2 separate regions of the Oryctolagus cuniculus genome follow, and region 2 is linked to region 1. Evidence: chromatin contacts called from public Hi-C data. All regions are on one chromosome and are shown on one strand. Each heading gives the region's core, a stretch centred on a gene start, on an enhancer-like site or on the middle of the called end of the contact. The rest is flanking DNA. Distances are from core to core; before and after follow the strand shown. Region 1 overlaps NCOA2 (nuclear receptor coactivator 2). Region 2 holds the start of LACTB2 (lactamase beta 2).

Region 1 (4,128 bases), core at 470-2,969:
ACGCCACTCTGCTAAAGAGAGGAGCTGAAACGCTGGGCTTCGGCGAGAACTGCCTCATGGGAAGAACCGCCCTAGAAAACGCTCATTTCTCCCTAGTCAGCGGAGGTCCCACAATTGCCCCGTGGGGAAAAACCTCTGGGGGAGAAAGATCCAGGAGAAGACATTACAGACTTACCTGGTCACTGGGCTCAAAGCTCAGCTCCTCCTTCTCAGTTTTCATAGCTATTAGCTTTGTGTTACTGGCAGGGTCTGTCTTACTGTCCAGCCGCTCAAGTTTGGGGGTTATTTCTGGTAAACCAATATCTTTAGTATCATCTTTGTCTAGCAAGTAACGAAGTAGTGCATTCTCTTTCTTCTTGGGGCTCACCGGCTCTTGCTTCACAGTTACTTCCGACCCAGGAGCTGTGCCGCTGGACTCCTGGCTCAGCTCTTTGCCTGTGGCTTCTGCCGTTAATTTGGCCAAGTCCACAGGGGAGCTGCTGTCCTGCAAGAGTCTGTGCAAAATTTTATGCTTCTCCTTGAGCGAGGTCCCATGGGTTGACCCAGAGCCAGGCAAACTGCCTGCGGAGTCCTTGTTTGTGTCCGATAAAGAGCTGGATAAGGGCGAGGGCTCCATCTGATCAGACTTGGTGGTCAGCAGCTGGAGGAGTTTGGTCTGCCCTTTGCTGTCATGCGGCCTGTTCTGTCCGTCAGCTCGTTCGCTGCTCACGGCCTGGCCCATGCCGGGATCGCTCGTGTCCTTTTGCTCTCCGGGGTGGCAGCTGCTCTCGGCTTGTCCAGTTGTACCTTCAGATGGCTCCCCATAAAGTCCAAAACAGTCTTTGGAGTCCAAGCTTCCCATCTTGCTGAGTGGGGGAGGATTCATATTAACTGGGGAGTTTTGCAAATTGCCCATTTTTAGGTCCGGCGAAGCCAACGATGACCCCAGTGAAACCCCGTGCCCCTCGCTGAGGGCCTGAAGTGCATTGAGGGAACTGTTGGTATAACTATGGCTATTTCCTGTGCTGCTGCAAACTCCCACGGGGGAATGCAAGCTTCCTGCGGGGGAAAACTGACTGGGGGGGATTCGAGGACTGCCAGCCACTCCGGGGCTCATGCGATGCCTTGGTGAAAGCATGGAGGTGGGCTGTCCTGGGTTCATGCCAGGGCTGCTCTGTGAGGGACTGCTCATTTTAAGTGCATAGTTACTACCCTGAGGAGTGGTTGCTTGCATGCCTGACACATGGTTCATGCCCCCAGAACCACCAAACCTGCCCAGAGACATGCCCATTGGTTCCTTTGGGCCATTTATGGGGAAATTTATATTGCTACTGAGGGTCATGTCCTGACCTGGGTTCCCACTGCACATGGCCTGATGGGCAGGGCTGCTAGAGCTAATTGGATTCAATGGCTTCCCCATCGCTTGTCCAGTCAGGTCCGGATTCATGACACACACATTCTGCTCTCTGGATAATGAGGAGAGAAAGAAATATAAGAGAAAAGAAAAACTCTCAGCAACTTGTTACAAAGTCTTCAACAGCAAGATGGCCTCTCTTCTTTAAAGGAAAGGACTACGTTTAAAGGAGAGCCCATACTCTGATGAAACCATCTGTAATGATGGACGAGACTGAGCACGCACAGTGTGCAGGCAGCTCATTTACCTCGGCTGTGGTTTCGCGGAGGGCGGGTGCTGCAGGCCGACTCCTGCCCTACTGAAACTGCAGTACCTAGACGCGACAAGAGAGGGGCTCCCAGCCCATAGTCTGAGATCCTGCCGTGGCAGAGAAACCACTGAAACACACACAGCCGTCTCAAATCGCTGTTCACAGGCAGCTCCGTGAGCTCTGGCGAGCACTCCGTGCCCCGCCTGCCCCTCTTGGAGAAGCACGGCCAGGTCCAGAGCCACCAGTGCTTGTCAAACGCATTTCCGCTCACCTCCCATCCCCCGCCCGTCAGAGCTGCGGACTTGGAGACCGCAACACGGGAGGCAGCTCGCGCACGACCCTAGCCTGCGAGCTATCCCCTACTTCTAAAAAACCCCGACCAGTCCCCTCTCTAGTGGCTAACAAGCAGGTCTTCTGAGCAAGATGATTTCCCAAGCCCCGCAGGCTTTCGTGTGCAGCCTTGGGAGTCACTTTTGAGTTACTAAGGGTGTTCACAAACCCAAACAAAACACGTTTCACAGATTGCCAAACACCAGCGTTCAGTTAGGTGGGTGAACTCTGCCACATGTGCAATCACTTTCCCATTGTTTCAGCTGGAGGTCAGATTTACTAACAAATTTGCAAAGAGGCTTGCCTGACTTTTCAGTCCTAAATAAGAGAGTAAATAATTGAGAAACGTAATAAAACGAAACTCTCTATCCAGAGCAAATTTATGTATCTTCTGATAGCATTTCATAAAGTTTTACAAAGCATAAAACACTCATATGACTTGCAATTTAATCATTTTCCTAAATGTGTGCTCTCAAACAATATGGCTTTATGACATTTACTGTGAAATCAAATTCAGCTTTCTTTACTTTTTATATGGAAATGTTTATCACGCTTCACTTCAGAGTCCGTCAAGAAGTTAATTTAGATCCGAGAACAAAATACTGAAGAGACTCTCCCTAAGTATCCATGTTTGCAAGCTTTAGATTCACACGTCATGGAGCAGAAACGGGACTAGTGGCTTCAGCATCCCTGCCCTGCGTCTGTCAACCACGGGGTTGATGAGTCGTGACAGAGCATTCTCCCAGCTGGGTTTTTAAGTCCAGCAGAGGGAAGACTACAACTCAAAGAATAGCTCTACTTTGCCAGACTACTAAGCTGTCCGGTAGCCAACAGTTAATAACAATGTAATTTTACGTCTTGTATTACTAGCACTAAGGAACAGAAACATCTAACACACCTGAACAGCTCTGCAGTGATTTGCTGCTTTTGTCACATTTCCTCTGAACTTGGCAAGGGGCAACGATGTCTTACAACTAAGATTACCTGTGAAGCATATGTAAAGATATCACGAGCTGAGGTTCATTAGTGGTCTGAGAACGGATGAGTTTGCTCTTCGTTTGCGCAGCAACAAGAGTGCCATCAGACAAGGAAAATCGATAGATCTGACTGAAGGCCAATCCTTGTCGCAGTACTGCAGGCAAGTGAGGAAACAGAACGAGATTTAGAAAATAAGAAAGCGGCAGCAGGGTCGGGGGGCGGAGGGGACAGAGGAATACACCTCGTTAAGCTTCCTATTTTCCTACCACCACGCGAGACAGTGTTATAAAGGATGCTCGTGATATTAAAACAGTACACAGTTTTAAAAGCACACTTACTTTTCGCTCAAAACACCAATAAGTTCAATATGTTTTTCTTATGAAAAAGAATGAAAGGTTGGACCCCAAAACAGCGTTCTTTTTTGAAGTCTTCAGGATCATGGCCAAGTAACGAGTAACATGTTTAACAGCTCAAAACAAGCTTTTCAATGGTTTGTTTAAAATGTTAGAAAACAATACAATGCGGCCGGCGCTGTGGCTCACTAGGCTAATCCTCCGCCTAGCGGCACCGGCACACCGGGTTCTAGTCCCGGTCGGGGCGCCGGATTCTGTCCCGGTTGCCCCTCTTCCAGGCCAGCCCTCTGCTGTGGCCAGGGAGTGCAGTGGAGGATGGCCCAGGTGCTTGGGCCCTGCACCCCATGGGAGACCAGGAAAAGCACCTGGCTCCTGGCTCCTGCCAGCGGATCAGCGCGGTGCGCCGGCCGCAGCGCGCCGGCCGCAGCAGCCATTGGAGGGTGAACCAACGGCAAAGGAAGACCTTTCTCTCTGTCTCTCTCTCTCTCTCACTGTCCACTCTGCCTGTCAAAAAAAAATAAATAAATAAATAAAAAGAAAACAATACAATGCATAAACATGGCATCTCCAAAAAGGACAACTTGCTTTTAATTAATGTAAACTTTACAGTGAAAGGTGTGCCATTAAATATGCTCTCTGAATATCCATGTTGAACTTAGGCACCGTTCAACCCATCATCTCATGCCACTTTTCCTCAATTTGGTTTCTTACTCTGTAAGAAATATTATTTCTGTGGTTAGGAAAACAGGAAGTAAAAGACAAACAATCAGAAGAATCTTTTTCAGAGGGGGAAAAAGGGCTAAAGAAAACTGAAAGAATAAAAG
Region 2 (4,128 bases), core at 492-2,991, 540 kb after region 1:
AAAGGATCCTCAGGTCCGGCACTGTGGCTTAGCAGATTAGGCCACCACTTATGATGCCGGCATCTTACATGGGTGCTGCTCCACTTCTGATCCAGCTCCTTGTTAATGGCCTGGGAAAGTACTGGAGGATGGCGCCAAGTCCTTGGGCTCCTGCACTCATATGGGAGACCCGGAAGAAGCTCCTGGCTTCGGCATGGGCCAGCCCAGGTGGTTGCAGCCATATGGGGAATTGAGCAGTGGATGGAAGATCTCTGTCTCTCCATCTCTCTAACTCTGCCTTTCAAGTAAATAGTCTGTGGAAAATGCTTATCATGAAAAAACTATGCATGAATTTTACAATTTCTTTCATCAAAATAAATCTTTTAATTCAATTTTTCTGGAATTTTTTTTCCAAAATGTGTTTATTTGAAAGGTTCAGAGAGGGAGACACATGCGTGTACACACACAGACACACACACACATACACAGATCTGGCTCACTCCCCAGTTGGCCCCAGGAGCCAGAAACTTCTTTCAGGTCTCCCAATGAGTGCAGGGGCCCAAGCACTTGGGCCATCTTCCACTGCTTTCCCTGGCCATTAGCAGGAAACTGGATTGGAAGTGGAACAGTCTGGACTCGAACCAGCCCCCACCTGGGGCCCAAGTACTTTGGCCATCTTCCACTGTTTCCCAGGCCAGTCGCAGTGAGCTGGAACCAAAGTGGAGCTGCCAGGACTCCAATTGGTGCCCATATGGGATGCCAGCATTATAAGCCCAGCTTAATTCTCTAGGCCACAACACCAGTCCTATCTGCAAACTTTTTGAGGTACCCTACTACTCTGCAGTGAAACATACCTCCCCACGTCTGCATAATTTCATTAACAATGCAACTGAATAAAAGAAAAATATCTCCTTAGAAACAGAGATGTCTCCCCTCTTCAAAACAACCCAAACAAGGTCACATACAATTGAAACAAATCAGCAAAAAATTTGTTGACTACCGTCAGAGCCTCTGGTTTCAGGGCCTCAAGCAATCTGAAAGCAAGAAAAACCTGCCCTCTGCTGCTTAGTTAAGGAAATGCCCTCAGCACCTTGAACGGAGGCTGGGAAGGGAAGTTACACTCCAGGCAAAACACCAAGAAGCCAGTTAAGCAAGACATTGTTAACGCTTTCTGGAATGCTTAAGTCCAGGGGATCTTAAATTCTCAACAGTTTAAACATGGTTACTCCAGCACCAGACATCAAGCAAAGAAAACCGGGTTTCAAAAGCAGGAAGTGAAATTTTCCTTCTTTTTAGTGATTTCTAAGTTGCCATCCCGGTGGCAGTTACTTGGCGGCGGCGTCCCGGGAACTGGGCCTGGGCATCCAGTGGTTGGTTTGCCGGGCTGGCGCCAGGACGCCGGGCGCACGCCGCAGTGGCAGCTGCGGTTCTCGCAGGTGCTGCGAGCGGGTGTGTGTGTTGGGGGAAGAGGGGAGACGTTTACCTGGAGCCGGTCCCCACCAGGTAGGTGTTAGTGCCTTGCAGGGTCATGGGACCCGGGTTACAGCCCAACACGCGTACCACCCGGCTGGACAGCCGCTCAATGCGCTGCAGAGTGGCAGACATCTCCGCCACACCAAGCCCACCGGCACGTCGCCTACTCGGCAACCCGAGCGCCGAACAGGCCTGGCGGGCGGACGGGCCGGCCGGGGCAGCGTTCACGCTACGCTGAGGAAGCCGAGAAGGCACAGATGGGCAGCTCAGCAGTGGGCGGGGCCAAGCGTCACGTGACGTCGCGCAAGTCGGAGGCGGGGATTCGGGCCGCGCGCTTGCGCCGACGGCGGCGGCGGCGGGAGGGCGTTCGCTAGCGCGTGGCCTGAGGCGGCGGGGGGCTAGGCAGGGGTCTGGGGGTGTCAAAGATCCTGGTACCTCGCCAGGAGCTCCTTGCCAGGAGTTCGTGCCAAGGCAGGCGAGTGCATCCGGGTGGATGAGAGACGTTTTTCAACCTGGGAAGTCCCGTGGTGGCGCACGGGGCAGGCAGGTGTGGTAGTTACTTAATGTGAGTACTAAGTCCCAGAAAAGCTTTCCTGTCAGGTTTTCAGGTGGCACCGGGCGTTTACGTGTGAGGAGTAGCCTGGTTGGTTTTTTTTATAGTAACCAGGACTAACTGATATTTACCAAGCACGGAGTGGCGTGCTAAGTGCCTTTCACACACACGATGAGGTAGGCACTATTTTCGTGTCCATTTTATAAATGGAAAATGGAGACTGGGAGACTTGCCCAGGTGACGGTGTCTTGTGTCTGTCTGCCTTGCATCAGCTCTGGCCTCTGCGTGGGGAGATCAGGGCGCTTGCCTCTCCCTTCCCATGTGCCCAGCTGCCCAGAGAAACGGGCTGGTTTTGTGGAGTTTTATGACCAAGATGGACTTGTCTGTGTTGAGACTTTTTTTCTAATGGGCAAAATATTAACTAACCCAGTATTGACTATTGCTTCCCCTTTACAAAGTTAAGTTATAAGTTACCTGAAAGGAAACACAAAGATCCTGTGATCAAGCCCTTCTATTTCTGACAATTATATGTCATAAATATAATATTTATATTTAAATATTTATTATTTATATATATTTAAATATTATAATTATAATACCTCAAAAACTATCCCAAAAGAGGTGTGTAATTTATCCACTATCCCAACCCATTCTTTTTTACACTTGATCTTAGCCAAAAGCGATAACCCACTCTTTTTTTTTTTTTTTTAATTGTTTAGTTATTTGTGCACATGTTCCCATCCACTGGTTCACTCTTCAAATGCCTGCAATGGGCCCTGGGTTAGGGGTCACACCAGGAGCCTTGAACTTGATCCAGATCTCCTGTGTGAATGGTGGAGATCCCAACTATTTGAGTCATCATTGCTGCCTCCTAGGGTGCGCATCAGCAGAAAGCTGGAGTCGGGAGCAGAGCCAGAACTCCACCTCCCGAAACCAGGCTCTCCAATGAGTTCCGCCAGTGGGAGTCCTAAGTGCTAGGTCAGATGCCCACCCCCATCCTCCGTGTTTTTTCTTTTAAAAGAACTCTGCTGAAAGGGTATTTGGCACAGTGGTTAAGTTGCTTGGGGGGCCCCTGCCCCTTATTGGTGTGTCTGGTTAGAGTCCTCATTACTCTGCTTGTGATCCAGCTTCCTGCTAATACATGCTCCATGAGGCAGCAGATGATGGTTCAAGTACTTGTATCCTGCCACTCACCTGGGATACCTGGATTGAGTTCGGAGCTCCTGGCCTTGGCCTGGCCCAGCCCTGGCTACTGCCAGAATTTGAGGAGTGAACCATAGATGAAAGATCTCTCTCTCTTTCTCCCCCTCTGTCTCTTTCTCAAACAACAAAAACAACAACCTATCCCAAAAATCTGCTAGAAAAATCAATGAATGCTAGAGTGGTGGATGGAGCAGTAATTTCCAACTACAGAGCTTTTCCTGAGACTCTGGGTAGCTCCTCTCTCTTACCTCTTTGTTTTTGTTTTCCATTTTTAAATTAGAATTTGCCATCTGAATTTCATTTAATCCACTGCCAAGCCCTTCATTTGACAGATTAAAAAATGGGCCCAATAATAATTGAAAAATTAAATGACTTGCATAGGGTCACACAAAGAGACAATGGTAGAAGATCACAAAGAGGGTAGATAATGAACATGGTTCAGACAAACTGAAGTTGAGGTGACTGTGAGTAGCTCGGCAAAGAAATCTAAGGACAGTTGGATACGTGGGTTGAGATCAGAAAGGAGATCTAGGCTAGAGATGTAAAGCTTATCCTTTGTGAATATACTTAACAATGTGACTTGAAGTTTAAATTCCTCTCTAAGAAAAAAGTCTAGAGATTTTTAGATTATGTTCAGTTGCTCTATAATTTATTTCCTGCTTATCACGTGCAAAGTATTATTGTAGACATATTGGGGGAGATGTTAAAAATGAATAAGATGGTCTTTGCTTTCTACAGGGAGAAATACATGACCTTGTTTTAAAGCATTTGTGGGTAAATCCTAGAAAAAAAGTGTAGCTCAATTGATAGAATTTCATGGAGAAAAAGGAGAATCATTTATTGAGAAGATCTGGGAAAGTTTACAAGTTTTGAATTTTAAGCTGATTTTTGAAGAATTAATTAAATTTCATCAGATAGAT

Evidence for each region. A called contact is a pair of places that touch in the nucleus more often than the background predicts.
Region 2: a Hi-C map of embryonic fibroblasts shows a contact between it and region 1, with 4 times the contacts expected there. The contact joins the promoter of LACTB2 here to the enhancer-like site in region 1. A contact is called at or near these places in 4 of 6 Hi-C or Micro-C datasets (ear pinna, embryonic fibroblasts, psoas muscle and 1 more).

The regions. Positions count from the first base shown.
Region 1 is chr6:95,846,607-95,850,734 of mOryCun1.1, forward strand. NCOA2 (nuclear receptor coactivator 2) reads right to left here. Exons shown (of 24, transcript XM_070075149.1): 11 at 2,958-3,105; 12 at 176-1,445. Among named protein-coding and RNA genes, the nearest start is that of PRDM14, 69 kb to the left of the region's middle. Within about 2 kb of position 1,720, at least 3 of the 8 cell types and tissues checked have an H3K27ac peak or open chromatin away from gene starts, as enhancers often do.
Region 2 is chr6:96,385,832-96,389,959 of mOryCun1.1, forward strand. LACTB2 (lactamase beta 2) reads right to left here and starts at 1,742. Exons shown (of 7, transcript XM_002710464.5): 1 at 1,463-1,742. The coding sequence starts at 1,584. It overlaps XKR9 (XK related 9), which reads left to right and starts at 1,769. Exons shown (of 5, transcript XM_002710465.5): 1 at 1,769-2,017.